Linked DNA regions of Gossypium hirsutum: region 1 is linked to region 2. A link is a contact called in public Hi-C data. All regions are on one chromosome and are shown on one strand. The core of a region is the stretch at or near the end of the contact, and the rest is flanking DNA. Distances in the headings are between cores, read along the strand shown. Region 1 holds the start of LOC107912673 (receptor-like protein kinase FERONIA). Region 2 has its middle 5.2 kb from the start of LOC107912671.

The links. A called contact is a pair of places that touch in the nucleus more often than the background predicts.
Region 1: a contact with region 2 is called in a Hi-C map of fibers, with 1.5 times the contacts expected there. The contact joins the promoter of LOC107912673 here to the enhancer-like site in region 2. A contact is called at or near these places in 8 of 34 Hi-C or Micro-C datasets (anther, cotyledon, fibers and 2 more).

What each region holds. Positions count from the first base shown.
Region 1 is chrD11:17,517,936-17,521,595 of Gossypium_hirsutum_v2.1, reverse strand. LOC107912673 (receptor-like protein kinase FERONIA) reads right to left here and starts at 2,315. Exons shown (of 2, transcript XM_041106328.1): 1 at 2,135-2,315; 2 at 1-1,973. The coding sequence starts at 1,009.
Region 2 is chrD11:17,454,750-17,458,052 of Gossypium_hirsutum_v2.1, reverse strand. No RefSeq gene overlaps it. Among protein-coding and RNA genes, the nearest start is that of LOC107912671, 5.2 kb to the right of the region's middle. Within about 2 kb of position 1,587, at least 5 of the 9 cell types and tissues checked have an H3K27ac peak or open chromatin away from gene starts, as enhancers often do. A contact at or near this core is called in cotyledon and fibers, where this site is marked.

The sequences.
Region 1 (3,660 bases), core at 1,066-3,565, 63 kb before region 2:
AAAATAGTTCATCTTCATACATGACCCCGCTGTGAGGAATTATACTTTTCATTTCAGAGTCTGCTTTCTTCTGCAGTTCCAGTGCATCCTGTAGAGTCGCCTCTACTTCACCCATGGATGGTCGTTCTTCTGCGCTATAAGAGACACAAGACATAGCAATCTCCACATACTTGTTGAAGCACTCTGGGGCTATCCTTCCCTTTAAATATGGATCAATATTGTGATAAAAGGTCCCATTCTCGATACACCAATTTGCGCAGGCTGGCAGAGATATTTTACCACAAATTACTTCGAGTAAGACAACACCAAATGCATAGACATCATTTTTTCCTGACAGATTTTCTAAATCAAGGTATCCGAAAGTAGCCCCCACATCTAGTGACTCTTTTTTAATTGAAGCTTTTGACATGCTATGAGGCCCTAACCTGGACAAAAAGAACCCAGAAAGCTTAGGAACCAATTCATGATCTAAAAGAATAGTGTTGCTGGTCACGTTGCGGTGCAGTACTATGTACTTTGCTCCGGTATGAAGGTAATGTAATCCACGCGCTGCACCGATGCAGATTTGTAGCCTCTTTTCCCAGGGAATTGGATTGCAACTGATACCATTACCATGGAGACAATCAGAGAGCGATCCATTGCTCAGGTATTCATAAACAAGGATTGTTTCCCCCTTCTCATTGCAGAATCCAATGAGAGATTCAACATTTAAGTGGTTCAGCTGGCTAAGGAATACCACTTCAGTTCGGAACGCACTCAGACTAAATTTCATGCGTCTGATAGCAACAGTAAAGGTCCCATTATCTATAACCCCTTTGTATACAGATCCAAAATTACTTATACCAAGAATCAAGCCTTCATCGAAGTTGGCAGTCGCAGCTTTGATCTCTGCTAGTGAAAACTGACGAATGCATAGTTCCTCTGGAAGCGTAAAATTTGGTTGACTCCCCCGTCGCGAAACGAAGCCAAATGCCTTTTTAGAGACTTGAAAGAAATGTGAAAGTGACATTGAAGAAATTTCAATGATGGTAGTTGAGAATTGAGGATGGCGATTCACGAGGCTAGAAGAGACTTGGTTAAAATCAATGCCGTCGCTAGGTTTTACCTTACAACATCTGCTCCGTCTAGTGGTTTAATGTTATTCCTTCAAAAATGCACTGACCAACATTAAACCATGCCATCAGTGGCTGCACATCCATCAAACCAGTTTGGGATCAACTGGATACTGTTGGACCTCATCAGATAATATAGACATAGAGGCAAAGTGGTTAGAGCATGGTTTTAGCCAACTTGGTAATGCAAAATGTAACACCCTAACCATATCTGTCGCCGGAATAGGGGTATTGAGTATTTCATTACATATCAATATTCATTATAAAACAAATCAAAATCATATATACTGTCTTTTATACGAGCCTCAGAACTTGAAATACGCATTAGAAACAAGTTGGAACTAAACCGGTAACTTAGAGAATTTTTCTGAAAAAAAAAAAGAAGAAAAATTTCAAAGCTGAAGGGTCACCACTGAAAAAAAATCGGCTGTTACACAAAATGTACTAACATTTGTGTTATCCACATGGGCAATGGTATTCTCGCAACAAGTTTGTTAATGAGGGTTTTAGTTAATCGGGTTCAGATATGGTTAGCTTAATTAAATCTTATCTGATGAAACTCAAGGCACTGACCAATTTCAGATTACCCTCTGCATCTCTTCGGACTGTGAGTTAGGACCCCCTTGTGTTAAAATAAATTTTGATGTTGGATTTCAGCTTGCAACAAATTTATCAGGATTGTAGTTAGAAATCATGAAGGACTGGTTATGGTAGCTTCTGCGTTGAAAAATAGTAACGTATCGGGTTCTTTTGCAGCAACAGATTTAGCGGCAATTCAAGTGCTCCAGTTTGCTTCCGATTAGGGTTTCAATCACGTTGAACTCGAGAGAGAGAGCTTGACAATTCTACAGAAGTCGAAAGCTGTAGAAAATAATAGATCCGTAATCAGTGCTTATATCATATTGATGGGAAAATTATTTCAAGACAATTTCATACTTTAAGTTCTCATATACTCAAAGATTTGGAAACACTGTAGCTATTTACTAGCAAAGAAAGGACTCACGGTAAACGAGAATACTTACTAGATGGAGGAAGCTTCGCCAGACTTGCTATCGCACTTGAGGTTGACCGCCGTGGAGTAGACCCTCCAGATTGAGCACTTAGCAATCGAAAACGACAATGGAATGCTTCGAAAGACGATTTCATGGGGGAAAATGGATTGCATGTTATTTTTTCATCATAAATCTTCCACCAATATCTTTTAATCGCGCTTTTTAATAACTTGATAAAAAAAAAAACTATTGGTATATGTATATATAAAACAAGCTTTAAAATTTTAAAATATATAATTTTTTTAAAAAAGAAACATACTTTATACTTAAAATTTGGAGGAAAAATAATAAATAATTTTTTTCTTCTTCTCTTGCCATACACCAATAAGGAAAATAATGATAAAAATCTTTTCATTTTTTCTTTTCTTTTTATATATATATATATATAATATTACTTATAAAATTTTATTATTTTAAGTAAAATATTAAATAAATATTAAATTATTATTATTTAAAAAATATATAATTCAAAAATCATCATGAGTAATTTAGCTTCTTTAAAAATATTTTTCTTTGTCTTTATCAAGAATAATTTTTTTAATATTATTTTTAATACTAAAAGAATATTGGAGGGCCTACTTGTATTGTCACGAGGGTTATAATTTATATACAAAAGGGGAAATTGCAAATATCTTAAACATTGGGGGGCCTACTTATATTTTTGGGAGAGTCATAGTATATTTACAAAAGACTAAATTGAAAAAAAATTAAACTTTGGATGCCCCCTAGACCTCTACTTGGCTCTGTCGTTGAGCTGAATTTCTTTGCTTTAGATAAGGATAAAACTAAAGAATTCTTTTATTTTTGGGTAAATTCATAATTAGTCACTAAACTATGGGTCAATTTTCGTTTTTGTCATTTAACTAAGAAAAGATACAGTTTGGTTATTGAATTATTTAAAAATTTTCATTTAAGCCACTAATCTATTTAAATTTTTTTAATTAAGTCATTGGACTATTAAGTTGTTTGTTTTTAAGTTCTACTTGCAAACTGTTAAAAAAAAGAACGTTGATAATGACAATATATCACAAAGTAAAGATAAAGAAAAATAAAGAACACATAGATTTTACATGAAAACTCTTTTAGGAAAAAAAACCACGGGCAGAGGATAAGATAATTCACTAAATCGAATTCGAATGATTACAAGAAGAGTAGACTATGTCTATTTATAGGCTTGTAAAACCATATTCTAATAGAAGGAGTGTAGTTAGATTGAAACACCTTATTCTAATCAACATCAAATATATGAAGTGTAATAAGATTGAAAAACCTTATTCTAAAATAAAATAAAAGAAGTGTAGTTTTATATGGATTTTACTTTTATTTTATTTTATCACTATATTTTATTTTAATAAGGATTCAGGTCACTCAATTCTAACACAAACGACGATTCTGCAATCGATATGGTGGATCAGTCCTCATCGACAAGTAGAAAAACATACCTCAGATCCAATTTGGTCTAACGATCAATGTTGGAGATCAAAGAAAAAAATTGT
Region 2 (3,303 bases), core at 338-2,837:
CGTATAAAACTCAATGTGGTCTTAACACATAAGCAGTATGCAAATTAAACAATAAATAATAACATACAATTTTGCAATATGCAGTACATATCATATAATCAATTTTACAGTGATATCAGTAAGTGTGCAGTATGCAAGTTTAATAGTAAAATTTCCCTACACATCCATCCGCTACACTCCACGGTAAGAGTTCCTTAGAATTTGTCCAACCCTACACACCATAATAGTAGGAGCATAAGCTCGTGTGGATATAACATCAATAGATCTTCGAAAATTACTTAAAAATTCATTTGGACATCCATTAAAGAACTGGAAGATTCTTAAATTTAAAGAATTCTCATTTGTTGCTTGTTTTTAATGAAAATTGATTATTAGAAACTCACTAGCTAAAGTTGAGATTTAATATCTTGCATTTCTAAAATGAATATTGGCTCATTCATCTACCATGTGGACAATTTTGATATTATATGATTTTGATAGATACATCTACAAAATAATTATATGTGTTATTCACTTGCAACCTGTCGTTTGCAAAATTACTTATTTAAATAAATACAGATGTTGACTTCTCTATCTATACTAAGGTGATTTGAAAAACAATACTAATTTAAGATCTAAAAAATATGAAAAATTAAATGAATGACAAATGATTTTTTTTAATGAACTTGAAGGGTGAAATAAGTTTATATTTTAATTATTGAATTTATGTGACGTGGATAAACTTGTGCATCTCCTCCAAGCGGCCTGGAGTTTGCCGGCTTTAACTTGGACAAATGCAGACTTGCACCAGCTTTACGAGGCCGCCTGTCGGACCTTACAATTTGTTTCCATTCTTTTTTTCAATTTTTATTTATAAATCAATATTTAAAACACAATAGCAATTTCAATATTAAAAAAAAAAACACTGTATCAATTTAAAATAGTTTGAATATGAGATATTAAACATTTAGTTTTAAATTTCCAATAGATTATTATTTTTATCTCCAATCATTTAGCACATTAATTTTTCTTTTCTCGATAGCCAATACGAACAATTATTAAGAATTGCAGTAAATAAATTTCTAATATATATCATTAATCCTCCATAGTAGAACAAACATCATATGCATCCTTCCTTAATGATAAGTAAATAAAACAAATTCAACCAAATAAAATTCTAACACACTGTAGTTTTTATATATAATATAAAGTTACGATGAGGAAACATTTCCCTGGAAAAAATTGAAGAGCAAAACTAGAAAGAATTTTAACGAATTACAAAAAAGAAGAATGATAAGGTTACCTTACAATCATCTATTGCGATATAGGTAAAATAAAAAGAAAGAAAAAGGGAAGAATGAAAGAAAGAAGAGGAATTAAATGTTGCAGCCGCAGCAAAGATAGAAGAAGCAGAGAGTGGAGACAAGAACTACGGCTTCTACAACATAAAGAACTCTGAATACCAAATTGTCGATTATCTTCACCTGGAAATCAATGGGTTTCTTCCACTTGAAAGCTGATGAGAGTTTCCAGCTGCCCCAGAACCTCTCCTTCTTCTTTACTGACCAATTCTTCATTCCCATCACCATTATTGGAGAAATTCAAGAGCCACCCAATCTCTCTCTCTGACACGGTTGGAGATAAAAACTAGTGCTTAATGAATGTGTATATATGAGGGTGGGGGTGACAGATAAGGGATCTGATTCGATCACTTTGATTTGCTTAAAAATATAAAGAGAGGCGTTTGCTGGCAAAGGCAGGCAGGTTGGGAAATGGTGGGTAGGGACTATCGAATTTTATTCCTGTGGTTTGAGGGCTGTTCACAACACAACGCTATTAAAAAATATTGGGGTAACTAAGGTGATCCAATTTTTAGGGTATTTTTATTTTGATAAACTTTGTAATATTATCATTTAATTTTTTGGGCGCTTATATTTTAATCCTTTTACAGTTAAATCTCTAATGGGAATTAATTTATACATGACACATCATATTTTTTAAAAATATTATTTTTTAAAATATTGATACACAAAAAAAAATATTAAACACTAAAAGTGAAAATGTGGTACAAAACAAGAAACAAGACTTGAGCAGTCCCTTTAAAACAAAATTAATTGTTAAATCAGACTTGAATTGTACATATAATTTGGAAAATGGTCATAAAATAAAATGTTATTTTAGAATTTGTGACGTGTGTTCTAGCATTAGTGGATTTTAAGCATACTAGGAATAATACAAATGGCATTGGCATAGAGTACTAACAAAATCTATGTATAATGTTTGACCAATTCTAAAGTAATTTAAAATTTTGCTTAAATGAATATTAAATTTTTAAATTTAAATATAATGTTTTATTAACACTGTCAAATATTTATTTCGGGGTTTAATTAATGAATTGGATGGATCCAGTGATGAGCCAGCTAATTTCTCTTCTTTTATAACGGCTGAATGACGTGCTAATGTCCGTTATCTCGGTAGCTTTTCAATCTGCTGTTTAAAAGGTAGTTTACAACGGCTACAGCAGTAATGACAACTTTTGGTGCACCCATATATAAACATAAGAAAATCTATATAACAAAAAGCTTTGTTAAGAAAGCAGATATTAAAGTTGATTGGTGTGTCGCCAGCTCACTTCTTGTTGGGTTTGGAATGTGGAGGTTGGAGGTTGGTATCACTTTAAGTTTAGTTCATAACATGAATTTGATTTAATGTTGTTCATGTGGGGAATCCCCCAATGGACGGTAAATCTCTTATTTCTCCTTTAAGATACCAGGAACAGAAACTTACAATTGCTGGATTTTTTTAAATTTATTTTATAATTTTAAATATAAGTATTTAAGATTTTTTTTCGTATTCCAATTCATTAACTAATTCTTTCTATTTATATTATTGAAAATCAATTCAAACATTTTGAAAAAAAATCTTCAATTATATATAAATTTCGATTCAATATGAATTTTGACATCGATTTCATCTTTTTGAAATATGACTTAAGACAAGCTAAATTTGAGTGAAACATAAAGTGAATTATGAAGGCATTGGAGTTTGTGGTTCTAGATATTCTCCAATCCTTAAGTTGGAAAAATGGAGGAGAGGAGAATAAAACCGAAGGAAAAATTGCAAGGTGATAAAGTAGCAGAATGAATTATTAGGAGATGGTTGTACTCGACCTTATCCTTCATCTCCTAAACTATACATAGTTTATCACTTTGCATGACAGTGTGTAGTCTTTTCTTGATTGGCTGATGCATCCTTAACCTAACAAGGTCCTGCTCAAGGATTTTGTACTACTTTCTGTTTTGCTCCCAGCACTTGTTGGACTAT